2 separate regions of the Gasterosteus aculeatus genome follow, and region 1 is linked to region 2. A link is a contact called in public Hi-C data. All regions are on one chromosome and are shown on one strand. Each heading gives the region's core, a stretch centred on a gene start, on an enhancer-like site or on the middle of the called end of the contact. The rest is flanking DNA. Distances are from core to core; before and after follow the strand shown. Region 1 holds the start of LOC120822229 (replication protein A 70 kDa DNA-binding subunit). Region 2 holds the start of ovca2 (OVCA2 serine hydrolase domain containing).

Region 1 (5,832 bases), core at 84-2,583, 140 kb after region 2:
TTTGAGGTGGTAGTAGGCCGATTTTGTTACTGATTTGTCTGTCCAAGTGTAAATCTGAATCCATAATAACCCCCAGATTTCTGGCTTTATTTGATGTTTTCAGGGACAGAGAGTGAAGGTGTTGGGTTACTTTAAACCTTTCTTTTTTAGCACCAAATACAATGATCTCAGTTTTGTCGGCGTTAAGGGGAAGGTAGCGTGAAGTAAGGACATGCAAATGAAAACACATACCTGCCATCTGCTAACGTGTTGTTGATGGTCTTCTTCACCACACACACACAATTAGGTTGCAGGAGGTTCTCTTCGTGCAGATGGTTCATTTGTGTAGCCAACAGGAAGGCTACATACAAACACATACAAACGTCTTCATGCACAGTGGAAAAGGATCATCTTGTCCTTTATTGGTACTTGATTCATTTACGAGGAGCAAGTTTGCTTAGCACTACTTTTGTTCTTTATAAATGATGGCATTACTGGCCAAACAAAAGGCCGACATTTTATCAGCTACAGCAAAATACTCACAAGGCGAAGAGTGCTGGCCATCACTCATTAAGAGCCGGAACCGGGACGGACCAGAACTGTTTGAAAGCTGACGGATATTCTGACCAACACAGAGGGAAGGAAGGATTCTATAAGCCAAAAACCCAGGACAATTATGCCTGATATTCTTCATTGGACAATTCATTCATGCAATAGTGAATTATAATATACTGTGTACGTAACACATACATCACAGTAATATTAGCAAAATAAAGGGTAATCTTCACTAACTTTCTTTTTTTCAAGTGGACTTTTAAAATCGACTTACCAGCAACTGCAGAATGATGTCACTGTCCGCTTGCGGGCTGTTGATCAGTGCCTACACAACGACACACACACACGCACACGCATTAGCGTCTGCTGCCTGGCCACATTCTGTCCCATCACAATGGCATAACATGCTACTAACAAGCCACTAATTACATGGTTTCAGCGCAACCTGCATTTATTTCACCTCGCTAACACAGAAACGTGGCAGTCTGGTCGGTTAAAGGCAGCGCTAGTGCCGATTCAGCCGTGAATGATCTCGTTAGCTCGCGTGGCTAACAGCTGTAATCGGCAGATAGCAGAGCTGCGTTGCTAAGTACTAGAAGCTGGTATCTCAGGTAGAGAAAGACGCACGGTTTATATTCAGTTGTATGTGTTGTTACGCTTACTTCAACTGCTCCCTTTGTGAGTTCAACACTCATGTCTCCCGGTACTGTAGTTCTCAAAGCGAGCAGACTGTAGCTTTATTTATGTTTAGTCGAACTGAACGTGTGCAACGTATCGCGAGAAAAGCGAAATAAAACGTTATTTACGGGAATCGCTTCCAAACCGGATATGAAACATTCATGCCTTCAAAATAAATGTGTAAATAAGCATGGTAGTCACGATGGCTTCTCGATGAAAAATTGGAAAAGTAACTTAACTCCACTCGAGGCTACAAATGTATTTTTATAAAACACTCGGGGTATATTCTGAAGGTTGTGGTGTCAAACTCGCTTTTCATTCACGCTAACTTGACCGCGTGCTCCTTGGCCGTGCAACGGAAACTAACCGTGGATCCGTCCCGCGTGGTTTACTTGTAGATCGCGGAGAACGTGATGGATTTTCCTTGCGTTCAGTGGCAAGATCATGTGGCCCAGAAATGGATCGGACTCGACCCCCAGCTGAAGGACACGTTAACATCCCAGCCTGAAATTGATGATCTTTTCAAATGTGCTCTTACTCTGACAACGTGAGTAGCTAACGTTAGCTTTTCTGAACAATCTGAGAAACAAGGGCCCTTTTTTCTAAATAACTTTACAGCCTTTGCCGACAATAACATGGCCAATATGAGCGATGGTTTGCACAACTCGTCTAGTAATAAACAGACGCACATTAAACCTAGCTACCCTGCTGCTAGCAGAAGGTTTTTTTTAACACTTCTCCATTTCCGTTTCATAGTCAAGATGATCTGGGCTTCTTGGAGTCGATTTCTTTGGGATACTGCGCACAAAAGGACGCAGAGCTGGCAGCCAAATGCAGAGAGAGGGGCAACTCCAGCTTCAAGAGCAGAGACTACGCTGCAGCCGCTCTGCACTATTCACAGGTCAAATGAACATATTATTATTATTATTATTATGTTGCCCCACATGCAACTTAAACTTCAGTGAAGCACTGGATCATGGCAGAGGCCAGTCTTTAATCGCGTTAACTGTAATTATAATATAACGTTGATGCAATTTGGAGTACTATGCACTAATATCCATCTTCTCTGTGTCCTGTCATGACAGGGCATTTGTTTCGCTCCTCAAGGTTCGGATCAGCTGTCCCTGTGCTACGCCAACCGCTCTGCTGCGCTCCACCATCTTCAGCACCACCAGGTTCCTCACAGCTACACAATGTGTTGTACTATTGGTGGCATTAAAACCCGCTTCTTATTTAAATTTGATATATATTTGCAGGACAGACCCAGTCTGTCTGCAAACAGCGTGTGTCAGGAAGCAGCTCTTGGCCCACAGTACATAGATGATGACTCGCAATAGTTTAGCTGATTTTCACAGCATCACCCTTTTCCGGAAACCCATGAAATATCATCTATAATACCTCATTTAAATGAATCCTTTCAGCCACAACTTGATTTCACCAATTAATCTCTTTTGTCTTTTTATCTGTTAAGCGATTTAGCCCCATAGAAGTAGTAGCAACAGCACATAAAAGTGCCTGGAGTGTTTACAGATAACACTCTACCCTAATCTAATAGATGGTTTGACTTTTGATTGGTTTAAAAACGAACATGCTGAGTAAGTTTGAATCAAATCAAATTGTCAGTTGTCTTAGATTTTGTAGTCACTCACATTCCAGTATGTCTGTTTTTTTTTCTCCCAGGAATCCCTTGATGACATTGACCGTGCCGTAAAGAACAGCTACCCCTCTCATCTTTTACACAAACTAGAGGACCGTCGCACGTCATGCCTCAAGCACCTCTCTGGAGGTGAACGGGCAAAAAAGGATCATCGCCGTCCTGCCTCAAAGAGTCCCAAACCTCTAGACGGAGTGGAATTTGGGATTCGTCCTCGAGCTGCTGTTGGCTTCACTTCGGAGAAAGGTCGACACCTCGTGGCTGCAGAGGGTGTAGCAGCTGGGGAAGTGCTCCTGCATGACAGGCCGTACAGCTGTGTCCTCATACCAGGAATGGAGGAAGCGAAAGGGAAGGGCGGAGGAAGGCGGCACGCGGAGGCGGCGGTGTTGTTTGGAATGGAGCACAGGCGCTGTCACAGGTGTTTGACTGAAACGCTGTGTCTCGTGCCGTGTGAGATGTGCAGCTACAGCCGGTACTGTTCCATTCCCTGCCAGCGAGACGCCTGGGAGGAGCACCACCGCTGGGAATGTCCGCTGGCAGCGGATCTGAAGGCGATGGGTGTGATGTCACAGCTCGCTCTGAGGGTGGCTCTGAAGGCGGGGTTAAAAAACATCAAAATTGCTCGGGTTTCAACCGGAGACGAGCACAAAAGGTCGCAGAGCTCTCCGAACGGAGAGTCCAGTGGTTCCGACCCGCGCCTCTCGAATCAACCCGATCCCTGCACCTCATACCACGGGGACTCTTACCCGAGCGTGTTCCACCTGCAGCACCACCTGAATCTCCATGGCCCCGAAGTGCGTTTCCTCTGTGCGGTTACCATAGCAACACTTTTACTAAAGATAAGTAAAGCAGGACCCCCGCCCCCCTCCCGGGACCTCGGTAGACTCTTGGGGGCGGACAGCCAATCACCAGAGAAGGAGGGAAGCGCCGCGGATTGGAGCGCGAACATGTGGCTGCTGGGAAGTGCAGTTCTGAGGCACGTCCTGCAGCTGAGATGTAACGCCCAGGCCATCCTCACGCTGCAAGACACAGGTTGAGAAATTCACAAGTGAATCTTTCCTGCATGTTCTTGAGTTGCACAATGACCTATTTACTTTCTTATTCCTCCACCGTCCAGGAGCAGCAAACTCACCAGTTCAGTCCAGCAGCGAAATCCGCATTGCAACGGCAATATTCCCAACTCTCAGTCTTCTGAATCACTCCTGCTGTCCCAACACCAGCCTGCGGTTCAGCACTGGAACCAGTGTGTCTGCAGACTGCAGCGAGAGTGTGACTGAGTACGGAAGCACAGCCCGCGGAGTCACTGTGACTGTCAGAGCATCCAAAGCTATCCCTGCAGGACAAGAGATCCTGCACTGCTATGGTAAGAAAACAGGGTAACCGGCTACTTGTGAAACAATCCGGTCAAAAAAGGGGGATGTCTTTCAACTCGGACTCCGGTCTTGCATCTCAACTCGCCAATTGGAATGTAAACAGTGACCAGTTCCCAGAGAGGCTTTGCTATAATCCCAGACATATAGGTCCTTGCCCCCCTGAGGCTTATCCGCCATCGGACCGGCGGGATTGAGTTTAAATGTGGTCTTCTTCATTTTGTCTGACAGCCATCCCTGATGCAGCACTTCCAGACATCGCCTCCCACTTTAATGACTTCCCATTGCTTCCAGCAGTGCTGTTCTGTTACTTTTATCTTATGTGAGTTATTACTTTTGGCGTCTCCCTCCTCCTCCTCCTCCCCCGCTAAGGTCCTCACAGCAGTCGGATGGCAACCAGAGAACGGCAGCGTCTCCTGCAGGAACAGTACTATTTCCTGTGTCAGTGTGAGGCCTGCACCCAGCGGCAGCAGCAGCAGGAGGAGGAGGAGGAGGCGAAGGGATCCGAGTCCACACCACAGTGGTCGGGTGTTGGAGGTGGACTCGTGTGTGGGAAGTGCAAAGGATTTCTCAAAGTAGGCGTTGATGTGGATATTTTTTCGTACAATCATACATGATGACCGCCTCTTTCCACATCCATCTTGCTTTTGTTCCACCTTGATCTTAAATGATTTTGCAGGAAGGAGCAAAAGGATTCATATGTTTGCGGTCATCCTGTGGCCACCGCGTGTCTGCTCCTGAAGTGAGCCGCAGGCTGCAGGAGATCAAGGCGGACCTGGAGAAGGCTGTTGACCTCATGGAAAGGGAGAGGCCAGGTGGTTGGGAAATGCTACATCCAGATGCTGATGCAGAAGGCAGATTCATCAATGCGTCCTTTTCATTTGTACAGAAGGTCTTTTTTAACATTCCTATGGTCCACTCCTGCTCCTCCCTCAGATGAGGCCCTGAGACTGTTGAGAAGGACCCAGAATCAACCTGGGCTGACCCTCGCAGAGACACACCCGCTACAGGGGGAGCTGGCCGATGCAACAGCCAGGGCCCATGCTACGATGGGTGAGAATGATAATGCATGAGCTCTGTGGTTAATACACCTCGGCTGTTTTGTGTGGTTACGGCACACTTTTTGATTAATGCATATCGCTACAAATCGGTTAAGAATTTCAACGGTGAATTCCTGGTACAGTCACCACTATTTTATTAGACCGGACAAGGATCAATGGAATGGAAAAAAATAGTACTGGCTTTCATTGAAGAGTAGTACTAGCAGCTGATAAACAGACACAGTGATGATGATGATGGTGTTGTGTGACAGCATTAAACGTTTATTTCCAGATGCATTATGTGGCCGAAGCCAAGAAACCAATGATGTAATTCTCCACTAGCTCTATCAAGTCATGACCAGACTTACAGTTTTGATTCCGGCAGTTCTCTGACTGCTTTTTTGTCCTTTCTTGTGTTCCCGTAGGTGACTGGAATAATGCAGCGTCCTATCTGGAGAGAAGTGCTGTTGCTATTGCCGCCCAGTACGGGGAAGACAGTATTGAATTGGGTCGACAGCTCTTCAAATTAGCTCAGCTGCACTTCAATGGGTGAGTG
Region 2 (6,539 bases), core at 375-2,874:
GAAGATGGCGAAGCGGAAGCTGAATTCCGGCTCCAGTTTTTGCTCCTGAAGGAAGCACAACATGGCTACAAAAGCTGCTCCCTGACTGAAGCCCAGGATGCCATCGAATGGACCTTGGATCCGCACAGCTTCCCGCACGGCCTTCACGCTCTCATCGAGCCCCAGGCTTTCCTCACACTGCTGCAGAGCGCTGAAACTCCGGGCCTGGACATCAGAAAACCACCAACCCTTCGGGTCCACGTTGCCGTTCTCTTTCTCTGGAGCTTCTGACAGGACAGAATAAGACGGCGGTTATCCTACTGACTTTACATGTTCCACAATTGAAAGGGGGGACCGAAGCATTTTTATTCTCTGAAAGTTACTCCTTACATTTTTTTTATAATCTGTAGTTATTCTTCGTATTTTAGTAGAAATTACAACATGCATGATTCAATAAAATGCAGTTGATATTTGTTAAATTGTTTGCACAGAAGAAGATGTGATTTTCAGATAAATTGGTTTATTAATGCTGTTAACACTACACATATTAGGAACGACTTAAATTAACTTAATCCCATTTCATTATTATTAATTCATTAATTCATAGAAAGTATTTAGTAACGCCGTACGCGGCAATCCTTAAAGGGAAAGCGACCTTTCACTGACAGGTCAACTAACGTTAGCCGTGTCGAACCTGCACCAGCAGGCGGCTTTGGTTGAAGGCAGCAGCGGAGAACGACTCACCTTCCCCCCCGGCTTCCTGCACACAGTGCGGCGCGCTCAGGTAAACGAGCTCCGCGTGTTTCTTCAACAGCTTCCGCAGAGCTCCCGTCTTCTCCCGGAAAGAGCCGCCGTTCTGACGGTAACCGTGGACGCACAGGACACGGAGAGGTGCCATGGAGGAGTTAGCTTAATGTTAGCGAACGTAAGCTAACTGGTTAAGCCAGGGGAGGACGTTTTAATCACAGTTCAGATAATATTAACTTTAATAGCGGGACATACGAACAACAACTCGTTGGGATAAAAACAAACCGCTTTCATTGGCCGTTGGGAATTACAGAGACGAAGAGTTGTGCAGCTATAGAATGGCGCAAGTTCAACTCGTAAAGTCAGCCGGAAATAAATAAAAAGTACTTCCCTATATAAATTTCAAAGTAAAACCCTAGTTTCTAAGGTGACTGAAATGTTGCATCTCATCCCCACTGTATGACACAAATAATACAGTGAGAGATGAATATATAGCCAATTACCTTGAAAATTGAAAGTACTTATTTTATTTTATAGTCAGTACTGTTGACCCATGTTCCTGAAGAAGACAACCTGCATGCTTGACCCTGACATGTGCCCAAACAGCCCTCAGTCTGTTTCTCATCACGCACACTCCGTGACCGTAGTGGCTCAAAGTGTCACAAGTTTTGACAGCCTTTCAAATCAAACTTTTTTTCCTGTACGTCACAGTTTGCCTGCTCTGCTTTTCCCGCCGGAGCAGCTCGGATTAACAGATTGATAAACATATGGCTGATCCTTATGATGCAGCGATCATGCAGCTAAATGACTTTAATCTTGTGTTGACTTAATGAATGGAAGAGTTTTGATGACATGATGTTTTCGCAGGAAATTATATGTTATTATATTACATTCGCATCCTATTTTATAATATCAGGACAAAGATTTGTCAATTAAAGAGTTGAAAAGAAATAAAATATGTCTTTGTGTCTATATACGTACATACATACATACATACATATGTATTTCTGTTTTTTGTCAGAATTATTTGGACAGAAGTTTAACCATTAGCATTTTTGCTTTTGTATGATAAAGTTTGACTCATTGTTAACTGGTGAGAGGCTCACTTCTAAAGACTCAGATGAGAATGTCTCTTGATGTGATATTTCAGGCGAGCCAGGTGATATAGAGCAGCTATTGAAATTTCCATTAGCTGCAACAACACAAAAGAAAAGAAAAAAACTCACAAGGAACTTTCTTTCCAACGCAGATAAAAGTGAAATGCTAATACCGAGCTCCAAGAGTTCACTTACCAGACTCCTTTTCTGCTTCAGTGGCAGCTCTCCCAAAGGACTCTGTGAAAAAAGACAGACATGATCCAGATTCCCTTTTGACAAAAATAGAAAGGCAATATCCCACACATCATTATGTCACTTCAAAATTGTATGCAGGAGTTGGCATTTAGCCGGTCCTCCTAAGGTTTTGTGGATGGCCCAAAGCAGTGACAACGATTAAAAAAAGGAATGGATGAAAGTTTAATTAGGTTCGGCCGGCGATGATGTATCACGCGTTGCCCGTGTTTTCCAAGGATTCCTGACATTTAAAAGCGTCGACTAATCTTTAAAACGGCCTACTTTGCTTTTTCACCGACACAAAAACAAATAATATATGTAGCTCTGGGGCACACCTTCTTTGTTTACCGAGACATTTTGTGAGCATTTGTGTGAAAGCGCTGCAGGGTCAGGGTTTACCCAGCTGGGATATGATATTAAAGCTGAGAGGATTGCTACAGTTTCATATGTTTGGCCTGGAGGGGTGGCAAGCTTCTAATTCAGGGACACGGTTTCCATTGCTTCTTTGTCAGGCTCTTTGACGACGAGCGCCAGCTTACTTTGATGATGTTTTTGGAGAGGTCTCTCATACAGGCTCCCTCAATTAGGTCTTTTGTAGCCGAAGGAGCGCACGTGTTGCTTTGCTGTGGCGCACATGCTAATTAGGGAAAGTGTCAAAACACCCAAGAGATAAGGCTCCTGTTGATGTTCTCCTGCACTGGTGAGGAGCCATGTGTCCTTCCCCCAGGGAGGCGGAGAGAGAGAGAGAGAGAGCGAGAGAGCGAGAGAGAGAGAGAGAGAGAGAGAGAGAGAGAGAGAGAGAGAGAGAGAGAGAGAGAGAGAGAGAGAGAGAGAGAGAGAGAGAGAGAGAGAGAGAGAGAGAGAGAGAGACCTTTGCTGGTGGAGACAAACTGCTTCCTTGTTTTGTATTTTTCATTCTTTCTATTATTGGTTGCAACATAATTTCTCCTTGGCTGTCCAGGCTCCACAAAACTCACGTGGATCTTAAAATGTGACAATATAACAATAAAGAACTTGCACCATCACATCCTTACATATAAATAACAACATGTTAAACTAGACTTTCACCATAAACTTCTGTATTAATTATCTTAATTGCAACATGATATAATGTATAACCCCTAAAGTATAATACATAACATAATCTACATTATTAGTTACATGAAGATACATACATCACTTAAATCAGTGGTCCCCAACCACCGGGCCGCACCACAGAAAGCTTATATATTTATTTTTTATGACAAATCTTTTATTTTGAAAATTGCCCGGATTTTCTCCTAATTATGTACGCTCGTCCCTCTGACATATTCCCCACGCGTCACCAGGCGTTTTTCTTGTCCTTTTACCGTGCTCGGCAGTTTCGCCGACCAGCGAACACAGAGCGCGCGACTACTACACCCCCCCGTCGGACCATCTCGACCGGTCCGCGAAATATTGTCTGACATACATCTGCCACCGGAAGTCAACAGGTCGATAATGAGCCCTGCATATGATCAAAGAACCCTTTAAATATCTAAATATATGTCCAATCAAATTTGGATCAGAATATTTGAGAAGTTAAGCAGTGATTCAAACAATCGAAATATATAAATCACTTTCTGTTGTCAGCGAGGCAGACAGGCAGTCCTGTGGAAAACTGTCAATTGTGTTAATGACTGTAGAATGGCCACAGGCAAAGGTAGACAGCGTGGCAAATCTCTTTTCACAAAGAAAACTTTAAAAAGTGACCACTTACGGTTGTGGGGTCAAATCAGGTCGCCCCTCTTGTAGCCCACAGGGGGGCAGTGGTGCACTGTGACTTCAGGTTGTATGATTGAATCAAACCTCAAACCTGACTGGCCGCCAAATATTACCAGCAAGCCAAACCTACCGGTGTGTGTTTGAACACAAGAAGACCAATCCACAGCAAGCAATTACACAGAATAATGATTGGGGGGGTAGTCGTGCATAATAATTATAATAAAGTATTTGGGAAATTCAGAAAACCCTGTGCACTGAAATGGAGAATTAAACAATCTAAGAAAAATCCTATATTCATTATCACTATGAAGTCAGCTGCTGATGTACTGCAGGATACAGTCCGGATGATTATGGAGGACACACGGGTTAAGCTTCCCAGGCAGAGCCAAGAACCGAATGAGTGGTGGGGCCGTTGGGTCATGAGGGTCAGAAAAGCCTGCAGGTTTTGTCTTCCAGTGGAAGATCTTTGCTTCTCTCCTCTACAATGACATTAATAGAGACCCTGACATTCTGCCTCGTGATCTGTGCATTGTGTTTGCACATAAAGGAGGACAGAGAGGAGTATGACGAATGTCCTGTCTGCTCCGGATCCTCCATGGAGCTGCTGATGTGGGCCATACGTCGTGTGAATGCCCCCTGGAGAAAAGCAGATGGATGAAATGAAACTCACCTTTATGCTTTTAGGAATTGTTTTATTTTTTAAGTTATGTTTGGAGAGATACCACTACGAGTCTTATCAAAACAAGTCTGGTGCAGAAGGCAGCTTTGTTGCTTGGTTTGACAGGTGACAAATATCAACACGTGGTTGGTCACAGGTGAGGCAGCGGAAATGTAATGTGCATGGAAATGTGAAACATAGTTGTCCTTATTTTGTTGTGCCCTCCTATCCTGTTTATCTGTGTGACACTAATGTTTTATGGTTAATATTACTGCTGTGCCCCACTAGGCTAATCATAATCCATTAGTGAGATCATCTGTGTGAGAGAGGGAGACAGACAGACTGAAGCTAATCTGTAGTCCCCTTTTATGAAATCACTGGAATAATCCTTTAACCATTTGACTCACTGACTATTTATTTTTGGTATTTCCCATGAAATCTAAGAGCCGGAATTTATTCAAAGCATTTAGTGCAACGCAGTTTGACTGAAAGATACAGGAGGGACTCCTTGTTACCTCAGCGGTCAGTGTTTGGGATGAACCGTAGTCTATGACTCAACTAGCAGGAATGATGCACTTTTCATCTCACTCATTCATTTACAAGTAACAGGGGAAGCAAGCAGCAGGAAAACTCTCCTGCAACTAAGTGGCATTTGATGATTAATGTGCACCTGCTGAGTGGGGTTTGATTTACGGCTGATTTGAAGTACCTTATAGATCATGCACATTGTACATCCTCACACTGTAACTGTGCAAACAATTCCAGCTAGTGTAGACATTTCTGTCAAATCTTTGGACAGTTTTTCATTTCAGTTTTGATGAATGGATGTAGAAATCAAATGTTAAATGCATTCGGCAATATCAGACAGTTCATGTTAATTTTTCAAAATTTAAGTGGTTGAGTGCATTATACAAAAGTACCGTTTAGTACAATTTTTAATGTACTTTTACTGCATGTCAATGGGAAAAAGAGGAGTTTGTTTCACTTAACAGCGCCTAGTCAGTCTTTGGAAAAAGTCATAGTGATAATGAGCTTTTACATACACAGGTCTTTTTTCACACGCCTAATGTTTTTTGGAGGTCTGTGCAGCACGGAAACTGTATACACATGGGCATATAAGTATTTCTATTACAGACCCAAAAGTATGCAAACGTATCCTTTTGGTGACTGAGCGAAGGGAAAACATTCTTTAGCCTTAAATAATTCCGTCTCACGTGTAGGAAGGAAAACATCTCCTTATCCCAGCATTTTTGCAATTGTAAAGAGCAACTCAACTTATTCTCTGGTGTATGTTTCAAAACTATGCACACATGTATCATTGGTGCAAAGCTAGCCGAACTTCAGTGGTCCTGATGCTTTTGGCTGCAGGCTTCCAGCAAAAAAAAGATCAAAGAGATCAAATTGATGAGCGTCTAGACGAGGGAAGAAACCATGGCTCCACCAGTAATTTCATTTTATGATCAGACGCATGAGAATTCAACATTGAACATGGGAAATCCCCCTCTTTATCCTCACACTATCCTCCGCTCCGCAGGCTGCTAAATTATTTGATTTTGTGTCACTACTATTTCAAGAGCAACTAACCACTGCATATGTTATTAGAGTTATATATTATTGACTCAGTATATATATATATATTAACCCGGTCCACTCTTCTTTGCAATGGCTCCAGTGCCGCTACTATTGCTGTTCTTCAGCCAGCTTTCAGTTTCTGGCGTGAAACATTCACAGAGATGAACGACCCTGAACTTTTACAGAGTTGTATAGTAGGGAATTTGTTGTATCCACAGTTTTCCACAGCTCTTAACGGAGGAGGCTGCAGCAGCAAAGGTGTCCAGAGGGAGGGAGAAGGGTGGACACGTCAGGCCCTGAAGATGAAGATTGAAGAGATTAACAGAGAGGTAGTGTATCAGTGCTCTAAGAGAGACCATGGAGAGAGACATCCCTGTCCAACTTCCAGTGAAAGGTCTTCTGGCATTTGAATTGCCTTCAGCAAATGGAAACTTAATCGAGTCCCGCAGGAAATGCATCGGAGCGTGTTGTGCCTAGCAACATTGTTTTCTTTGCACTGCTCTGAATAC

The links. A called contact is a pair of places that touch in the nucleus more often than the background predicts.
Region 1: a Hi-C map of skeletal muscle shows a contact between it and region 2, with 12 times the contacts expected there. The contact joins the promoter of LOC120822229 here to the promoter of ovca2 in region 2. A contact is called at or near these places in 4 of 6 Hi-C or Micro-C datasets (skeletal muscle, tail fin and whole body).

The regions. Positions count from the first base shown.
Region 1 is chr7:23,191,663-23,197,494 of fGasAcu3.hap1.1, forward strand. It overlaps LOC120822229 (replication protein A 70 kDa DNA-binding subunit), which reads right to left and starts at 1,334. Exons shown (of 16, transcript XM_078106542.1): 1 at 1,197-1,334; 2 at 809-859; 3 at 523-601; 4 at 232-340. The coding sequence starts at 1,229. It overlaps smyd4 (SET and MYND domain containing 4), which reads left to right and starts at 1,335. Exons shown (of 10, transcript XM_040181724.2): 1 at 1,335-1,759; 2 at 1,969-2,113; 3 at 2,298-2,387; 4 at 2,893-3,898; 5 at 3,984-4,229; 6 at 4,609-4,811; 7 at 4,916-5,051; 8 at 5,173-5,289; 9 at 5,702-5,825. The coding sequence starts at 1,626.
Region 2 is chr7:23,049,710-23,056,248 of fGasAcu3.hap1.1, forward strand. It overlaps ovca2 (OVCA2 serine hydrolase domain containing), which reads right to left and starts at 1,625. Exons shown (of 2, transcript XM_040182656.2): 1 at 724-1,625; 2 at 1-266. The coding sequence starts at 877.